Linked DNA regions of Zea mays: regions 2 and 3 are each linked to region 1. Evidence: chromatin contacts called from public Hi-C data. All regions are on one chromosome and are shown on one strand. The core of a region is the stretch at or near the end of the contact, and the rest is flanking DNA. Distances in the headings are between cores, read along the strand shown.

Region 1 (2,986 bases), core at 318-2,817:
CTATTGCTTTTAATAGTTGATGAGTAAAGGTCGTCTCTATTGCTCTGCAATTGCATATCTTCAACAGAACCTGTAGTTCCAGCCACACCTATACTTGATCTTTGCACGTCCCTTGCTTGGTTGACAAACTGATGTAGCCGACGCTGGTATTCAGCAAATATTTTGCATGCTTCGTCGCATTGCTGTTCATATGCTTCGAGCATAACTTGCTTGTGCCTATTTTTTATTTTTTAGAAATTCCTTGTCAATTATTCTAGATATGCTACAAGCACACCATCACCACTTGCCACAATTTATATAAATAAATAAAAATGAAATTGCAAAGCATGAAGGGAGAAACATAAAAGCGGTATCAGTTATTGTTTTCAAACACATCATGTTAATGTTGACCATAAAACAACTGTACCACAAACATTGAAGTACACCGCCTCTGTGTGCCAGAACCCAGAATTGTGAGTTCAACAGCCTTTTCACATGCTAGGAGTTGGATATGACTTTTTATATGTCAGCAGGCTTACTACCACGAATTTCTTGGCTTATTAATGCAACAAACATAAAGAAATATGAATTTATTGGCACTTTTAAGCCCTCGAAGGGATTGTCATCAGATGTTGGTTTATGCACAAACACCGATTCCAGATGTAGATAATTGGTAGGAATATAATGATAGTGTTTTTTGGTGATAGAGGGACATCTAGGCTGGTAAAACTGAAGATACTACAGATGGTATTTTACTATGTGCCAGTCTTCTGGATTTCATATTTCAGAAAACCTCTTTGTTCACTGCAAAGTATATTCCTATCAAACTAAGATTAACACTGATGTCAGCTTCCGAGCAATCGAATCATTACACTAAGCACCACCATTTCTATTAGTGGAATAGTTACAGTCAGGAAGACCTACATCTTATGTGTGATTGCTGACAAGATTTTGCAAGCCGCAAAAATGTATACATGAATGTAGCAACAGTTTAATCGCCTAGACGTACCCCACAATTCCGCTGTAATTTTAGGTACCTGGCATTGGAGCGCTCGCCAAGGACGCGCTTGCGCTCCGCCTCCTCCCTGGCGACCTCCGCGATGCGCGCGCGGAGCTCCTTGCGCTGCCTCCTCACGATTCCGCGCAGCCGCTCGGCCTCCTCGGCGGCGAGGTCCCGCTCCCTCGCCTCGGCCTCCCTGGCCGCGGCGTCACCCACGCCCGCCCCTATCACCCCGCCCTCCCGCGCCCGCCGGGCCGCGACGCCGTGGACGAGGATGTTGCGGCGCGCAGTGGCAACGGTGCGCTCGGAGCGGACGCGTCGGAGCAGGAAGGACCAGACGGGGATCATGTTGCCCCGGCAGATCTTGCGGAGCTGCTCCGGTGCGGGCGGGGCCGTGGGGTACCCCATCTCGTCCTGCAGCCACTCGATGATGGCGTCCGGGGAGACGCCTCCGGGGCCGCTGCCCCCCGACACGGAGGACGGGGGCATCGCTACCGGCGGGGGCGCAAACCCTAGGCACGCGGCGCTCGATCTGGTGAATGGGGAAGAGGGGATTGGGGTAGGGGTGGGTGGGGCAGTGGCGGTGGAGGGAGAGAGTGAGATTGGTTTTTTTGAACTTTTTCCCGGTTTTGCTTTGGATCTGTCCGCTTGGACAGGACGAGGCAACGGGACGGCGCTGGAGCAGGCCGGCTGTTTGGTAGTCGATGTCTCGACTCTCGAGGACGGCCGACCGGCGACTTACCGGTGAGCCCTCTATCGGTCTCACTGCCGTCTGCCTGGGCACTGGAGCATGGAAGAAACCTCACCATTAGACAGTGCTCTCCTATTTAGTAGTTAAAAAAATAGTAATAAAAAGATAAATAGAGTTTGATAATGATATTTATAGGGGAGAATATAGAGGGAACCGCTGCGGGAGATGAAAAAATAGAGGATAAAATGTTGATAATGTTGTGGGGGATAGATATCCCCTGGGTCCACTAAAGAAGTAAAAGGCCTCACGAAAAGCCCAAGGGCCCAAATGATTCGTAAGGTCATTCTTTCGTGGGCCTAGGGAAAGACAACCAATAAAGAAGACGTGGGACTGATTAGTGCAAACACAGGCGGCCCACAACGTCAAACGAATGAATCACAAACAGAGACCCGACTTTCCCGCGCTGAAGCCCCCATGCAACGGAGCCATGCGAGGATAAGTCGGCGGAGGTTACGTAAGGATAAACTCAAGAGGTTTACTATCTTTCAGCTACTTGTTGTTATCGTATCACATGTAATGCTCCACGGCCGAGTATATAAGGCCTAGGGGGCACCCCATCAGATCGACCCGAGACTACTTAGCCACCCACAAACATTCTCTGTGCCTTCTATCCAGAGAATCCTCTTGTAACCACGCTCATATACTCACCAGGACGTAGGGTGTTACGCACTTCTAAGCGGCCCGAACCTGCAAACCTTGTCCATTGTCCCTCGTGCGATCGGCACGAACCATTTTGCTACAGTCGTCGACACCGTCCTACTCCTAAAAGCACCTTGAGGGGCAACCCCGGGTGCGCGGTCGGACCCAAAACACCGACAGCTGGCGCGCCAGGTAGGGGGTGTGTCGACGATCCAAGCTAGCTCAATGGCCGTCACCTTCCATAGCAAGATTACCATGCGCCCCGGATCCACATTCTGCTTCGGAACAATCTCATCCGTGGCGGACGAAGAAGGAATTCTACACCGCCTCGCGGATCTACCGGAACAGAAGTCTCCTCCAACAAACTCCGAGGATGCTGGAAAAGCACTACCTCCGGCTCTTCGGAACAAGATCGCCTTCGGGGAGGCTGGAGCTAGAAGCTCGCTGACCCGGAAGACTCCGCTGTCTACTTCCCCAACGAAAGAATGGACACAAGTCATAAGGAAGAAGGAGATCAGAGGGAGGCCAGTCATTCTTCCCGTTCCTCCGACCTCAAAGGAGAACGGAAAGAAATCCGCCGCGGCAACAATGCCGTTCTACCCCGACATCCTCTTCAT
Region 2 (2,700 bases), core at 69-2,568, 200 kb after region 1:
CGTCCGCTAATGTATTCCGTTTTGATCTAGACTGATTTCATATTTGCAGGAAAAACAAGAACCGAATGGAAATAAGATGATATATTGCGAGAATGGGAACGAAAACGGTTCAGTGTTTTTCCGTTTGTATTTTTGAAATCTCGTTTTTACAGGAACATTCCTGTTTTAGTCGCATTACTTAATTTGTGTTTGCCTGATGGATTCGGGCTTACTTGCATAATCTTTGATGTTACCATATTAGCCTGTTACGTACAACCGTATAGGCTACTCCCACTTGTCTTGTGTATCCGCAAGTTTCGGTCGATGATTGATGAACGTTGACAGAAAAAGTGTTGCCTTTGCACAAGTTGTTGAGCTGTAACAAAAAAAACTTAGCTACCTTTTAAACGTGTGAAGTTATGATTTATGGTGTCCGAAACTCCTAATATTGTGTTTACTGACAGTGTGTTTGGATGGAGGGACGAGGAAGGATGAAGAGGGATGGGATGAGATCATTTTAATTTGACATGCGTTTGGTTTGGAGGTCCAGAGTCAGGGTCAAGGAATATTGTTCAAAAATGGTGGATGAGGCTATCCCTCAAAAAATAAGGGACGGGGTCAACCCATGGTTGATCCCGTCCCACCCCTCGTTGACACCGAACCAAACACTACCTGAGTGATAGTACAATATTGCATATTTCGGCTAAAGTTTTCGTTTACCGCTCGTTTTTATTGCATATATATCTGTTTTAATACGTTTTCGTGTAAACTTATATCTCGCAACTGTTTTTGTTTTTGGTTATACTGATCCTGTTCTTAGACTCTGTTTGGATCCTTGTGGCTAATTGTTTGCTAGTGGCTAACAATTAGCCGACAAATCATTAGCTAGTAACAATTAGACATGATATGTTTGGAGTCTTGGCTAATAGAAGTCGTTTTCTCTCTACACGATCTATTAGCATGTATCAATAAAGTCAAATGGGTAATGGACAAACAGTTAGTCGCACTCTGGCTAACAATTAACCAATTTATTAGCTAGTCTGTTTGGAGACCAATATACTAAATTTAGCCGGTAAACTATTTGCAACACCGATCCAAACATGGTCTTATTTTCGGAAAAAAAATATGGTAACAGAAACTAGAGAATTGTTTCCCCAACGGTTCGTTTTCATCCCAGCAGCAGGACAACACCGATGATGATCCGATGCTCAATGGTTCGTGGGCCTCGCCCGAGTGGGACCCGGACTCGAACCCAACCAGATCCCCCCAAGGTCCCAAACCCATAAGCCACGCAAGCAAGCAGCGACTCCGTCCGCGCACGGCACCTTCCCCTCCCCCGCACGGCCGCACACACCAGACACCACCACCACTCGCAAGTCTCTTCGCCGTCTCGCCGAGTTATTAGAAGGCGGGGAAAAAAATCAACTCGAACGGGCGGGTGGCAACCAACCACCAAGCGGCGAGGGCGATGGCGGCGTCCTCGCCGCGGAAGCGGCTCCCTGCTGCGCGCCTCATCTTCGCCCTCCTCCTGATGTCCTCCGTGCTGCCGCGGGACGCCGGGGCGGTGGAACTGGGGCTGAAGCTGCCCTTCAGTCCGGGGGACGTGCTCCCCGTCCTGCCGCGGCAGGTGGCGTGGCCCGTCATGAACACGCTCCACAGCGCCGTCGACCTACTGCCGTCCTTCGTCGCCGCCGTGGCGCCCGGGGCGCCGGCGCCGGCGGCCTGGAAAGGCGCGTGCTTCTCGGAGAACGAGGCCGCTATCGAGCTCACGCCCGGGGACCGCAACGGGACCGACGTCGGCGGTGCCGTACTGCGCCTCAAGGTTCCCTTCCCTGCCTCTTGACCCTTGTGCCTTGTTTTCTCGTTCTGAAAATAGGGTCACGTTAGCTAAGCTTCCATGATTTGTTGAATTGGGCGGAATTGCTTGGTCTGCTGTTTGCAATCCGGTGAAATATAAGCGTAGGCAGTCTTGACAACTGTTGACTTGTGGTGGTGCACTGGTGATACGGGCAATCACTTCTTGCGTGTTGATTGTGTCGAGAAAAATTTAGTTGGGACTGATAAATAGCTCTAGTTCCTTTGTAAACATGTTTATATGTCAAAATCGGGAGTATTGGGAAACACTCAATTGGCAAGGTATGGGGGGAATGTTTTATAAATTATAACTAAAGACTCGTTTTAGTTTTTGTTCTGTGGATGTGCTTGAGAGGTACTGGGGAAGTAAAGCTGCCTAGTTCTTTACCATGTAAGCATTAGTCTCTTTTTGGTTGGGCTGGAGAGTATTTCTGCTTTCTGTGGCAAATTCTTGCTTTATCTGGTCATGTTTGTTAAGGCCCATTAGGCCCAGGCCTACTGCCTATATATATGACCTATAGTCCTTAGTGACAGATTATCAATTGTAAATCTCAAGGTTAGTAACATGATAACAGAGCAGGTTACGATTAGGGTTTCCCTAATTTTTCTAGCCGCCGTCGCGGCCTTCTCCCTCCCCCATCCTCCCCCTGCCGTCGCGGAGCCGCCGTCGCGGCCTTCCCCCACCTGCCAATGTCGCTGTCCGCCGCCGCGACCTTCTCTCTCCCCCCGCCGTCGCGGTCCTTCTGTGCTCTCTGCGCCGCACCGCCGTCCGCCGGGATCTTCGTCTCCGCCGAGATCAGCGCTGCGGATCTCTGCCCGCGCCGCCGTCGCGGATCTGCATCCTCCTGCTCCAGCCGGACTTCGCGT
Region 3 (2,913 bases), core at 41-2,540, 240 kb before region 1:
ATTAAAGAGAATAGAAAAGGAAAGCTATAGAGGTGAGAAAAGGAGTAACACATGAATTTGCTAGGTATTTAGAGAAGAAATTTTATACCCCAAGTTTAGGGTGTTACATCTACTCCTTGAAAAATGTGGAGTTGGGGGGGTAAACACCACCATTTTAGTGGAGCAACAAAAAGAGTACTCTATAAAACTTATTTCTAGATGTAGATGTGGAGTTCGAGGTTAATTACCCACCAATGCCACTTGTTATAGAGAAAAAAATTCATTTTTCCCCCTTTGTTCTTCCTCTAGTCGCGCTGATCTCCTCGCCATGATATACCAATGGTGCCGCTCCCCTCTTCCCTCCTGCCCTAGCTCTAGCGCCGCGAGTGTCCACATGCACGATTGTGCCACGATCGAGTGACAGGTGTATGTAGTTTACTGATGAAGTAGAGGATGATGCGGTAGTTGGAGAAGCGCCCTGTGGCACGACGAAAGGTATCGCCATATGGTTACAAGAGTGTGGGCTCGCTAGAGTTGTTTCCGGTGTCAGCCAGCGAGTCCCCAAAGCTGAACATGCACGGGTAGCATGCCACCACCAGCTCCGCCCCCAACTATTACCATTACCGCCACAACCGGTCAGTTGTCTTCTTCCTAACGACCACACCCACGCTCGCTCTTCTAGCTCCACTCCCAACGCACGCTCTTCTAGCTCCGGTCCCACCGCACGTTGGCTGCCAATGGCCTCCCGCTCTCCACGTCGGCTATGGCTACACCGCTGCCACAATCTAGCGACCCGCGTCGGGGACATGCTCAATGCCGTCGTGTAGAGCGCCTTCACGAGGCTCGTTACATGATCAATTCCGTGATGGGTTAGGGTAACAAATATAATTTCGAATGCAATCTCAAATTTCTAGACGTAGAGCTACATTACAAACCAAATACATCAAAATATCGTAAAACTATGGAGTAGAATTGCTCTATAGTGTAGTTAGTGGAGTAGAGCTGGAATTGGTGGAGTCCTAAACAACCATTATTAGCGAGGACGTTCAGTTTGCTAAAAAAAGCACCGACATTTAGGCGCAGAAAAAAAAGGTGTTCATGGGTTCACTCTCACAACCCATACAGGCACCCAACATTCTAGCCCTCCGTGTCGTCAACGGCAAAGCCAAACCCATCAAACCCGCCGTCCAAACCAGCTGACCACAGCAGCAGCTCTCCATCGGACGGCAGAGAGCAGCCGTTCGCCACTTGGATTCAAACGCCCCGTCACTCTAACCGCTGCTGAAACTACCAAATTACCCCTAGCCCGCTCCCTCAGCTTCCTGCTCCGTTGGAACGGACAGCCGCGGCAGTCCCCAGCCCCCCCGCTTCCTGCACCCTCGCTGCTAGGGTTTTCTCGCAATCCAGCCCCTCTGTCATGGCCAAGACGAAGCAAGGGAAGCGGGATGTCGACGCCTATACCATCAAGGGCACCAACAAGGTGGTCCGAGGTAAGCCCTGCCAGTCCGTGCTCTTGATCGAGCCCGTCGCGTGCTCTAGTCTAAAGATTTGAGCTCTGACGTCTCTTGTTGCTCTGCGTGAACCGTGAAGTGGGGGACTGCGTGCTGATGCGGCCAGCGGACACGGACAACCCGCCGTACGTGGCGCGGGTGGAGCGGATGGAGTCGGACGGGCGCGGCAGCGTGAGGGTGCGGGTGCGCTGGTACTACCGCCCCGAGGAGGCCAAGGGCGGCCGACGCCCGTTCCACGGTGCCAAGGAGCTCTTCCTCTCCGACCACTTCGACACGCAGAGCGCCCACACCATTGAGGGCAAGTGCATCGTTCACTCCTTCAAGAGCTACACCAAGCTCGACAACGTTGGTCCGGAGGACTTCTACTGCCGATTTGACTACAAGGCCGCCACCGGTGCATTCACCCCCGACCGTGTCGCCGTGTACAAAGCTCTTCCTTTTCTGTAACCTTTTGTCATGTGGTGGTTAATCAGTTTGTATTATTTTTGCTTCTGATGTAATGTGGGATTTTTGATCTTATGTGACATTGTTTGTATGTGAAGATATTGCAAGTGTGAGATGCCGTACAACCCGGATGACCTCATGGTGCAGTGTGAAGGATGCAAGGACTGGTAAAATCCTGTGAAAACTCCACACTTTTCTCCCATTAGTGCATGTTTTGAGAGGGGTTTATCTAGTAAAATCACTGTGAAATGGCTCCACATTTTGCCCTCAACAATAAATCTCTTGAAATGGTGCTGATGTGGTGGTTATATGAACTGCCTTTCATCAAGATGTTATTTTTTTCTGCTCTCTTGCCCTATGTCTACTTTGTTATGCAGAATGAACTAATTAATTTATCTTGTGTTTATTTAGTTTCCTTTTGACTGCGAGGCGAAGTATAATTCATCTGGAATATCTACTTTGGTCAGGATTAGGACCAAACAATGAATGATGAACATGGGGTTCCTTAGAGCCTTATGCTCCTGTGTTTGCTTGGTCCTTATGTAAGATATATATGGTATTCACTACTGACTAGTATTGCTTACACAGTCTTTGTAGATATATTTAGTTTCAAGAACTGTTTAAACACATCATCAAGGACTGGTTTTCTGCAAAATCTCGTAGCATTTATCTGTTTTGTTCTGTTTAATTATACCTGTTGCACATTGGTTTTTCTTGCTTGACAAGCAGCTAGCTTAGTTATATGGACCTGATTGTGGCACATGTGATTCTCTCTGGAGTACTATCAAACTAATATAGAATTGGATTAGAATTTAGAACAGTAGGTGCCATGCAGTGTTTTTAGGATTTGCATGACCTGACATTTTATTTATTTTTTCTAAGAAGCTTTTAAGATGTTTGATCTACATGAATATGATTGCTTACGAGAACATTTAGACATCATGCAGTATGCTATCTCTGGATTTTGTCACATGATAAA

Evidence for each region. Hi-C and Micro-C count contacts between places; a contact is called where the count stands out from the background.
Region 2: a contact with region 1 is called in a Hi-C map of leaf, with 2.4 times the contacts expected there. The contact joins the promoter of LOC100274556 here to the promoter of LOC100383327 in region 1. A contact is called at or near these places in 8 of 25 Hi-C or Micro-C datasets (bundle sheath, ear, endosperm and 3 more).
Region 3: a Hi-C map of leaf shows a contact between it and region 1, with 5 times the contacts expected there. The contact joins the promoter of LOC100217096 here to the promoter of LOC100383327 in region 1. A contact is called at or near these places in 9 of 25 Hi-C or Micro-C datasets (bundle sheath, ear, endosperm and 3 more).

Annotation. Positions count from the first base shown.
Region 1 is chr7:110,802,875-110,805,860 of Zm-B73-REFERENCE-NAM-5.0, forward strand. LOC100383327 reads right to left here and starts at 1,568. Exons shown (of 10, transcript NM_001175985.1): 1 at 1,017-1,568; 2 at 1-216. The coding sequence starts at 1,468.
Region 2 is chr7:111,003,462-111,006,161 of Zm-B73-REFERENCE-NAM-5.0, forward strand. It overlaps LOC100274556, which reads left to right and starts at 1,319. Exons shown (of 7, transcript NM_001148911.1): 1 at 1,319-1,801. The coding sequence starts at 1,448.
Region 3 is chr7:110,562,921-110,565,833 of Zm-B73-REFERENCE-NAM-5.0, forward strand. It overlaps LOC100217096, which reads left to right and starts at 1,291. Exons shown (of 6, transcript NR_158698.1): 1 at 1,291-1,469; 2 at 1,570-1,912; 3 at 2,033-2,101; 4 at 2,346-2,490.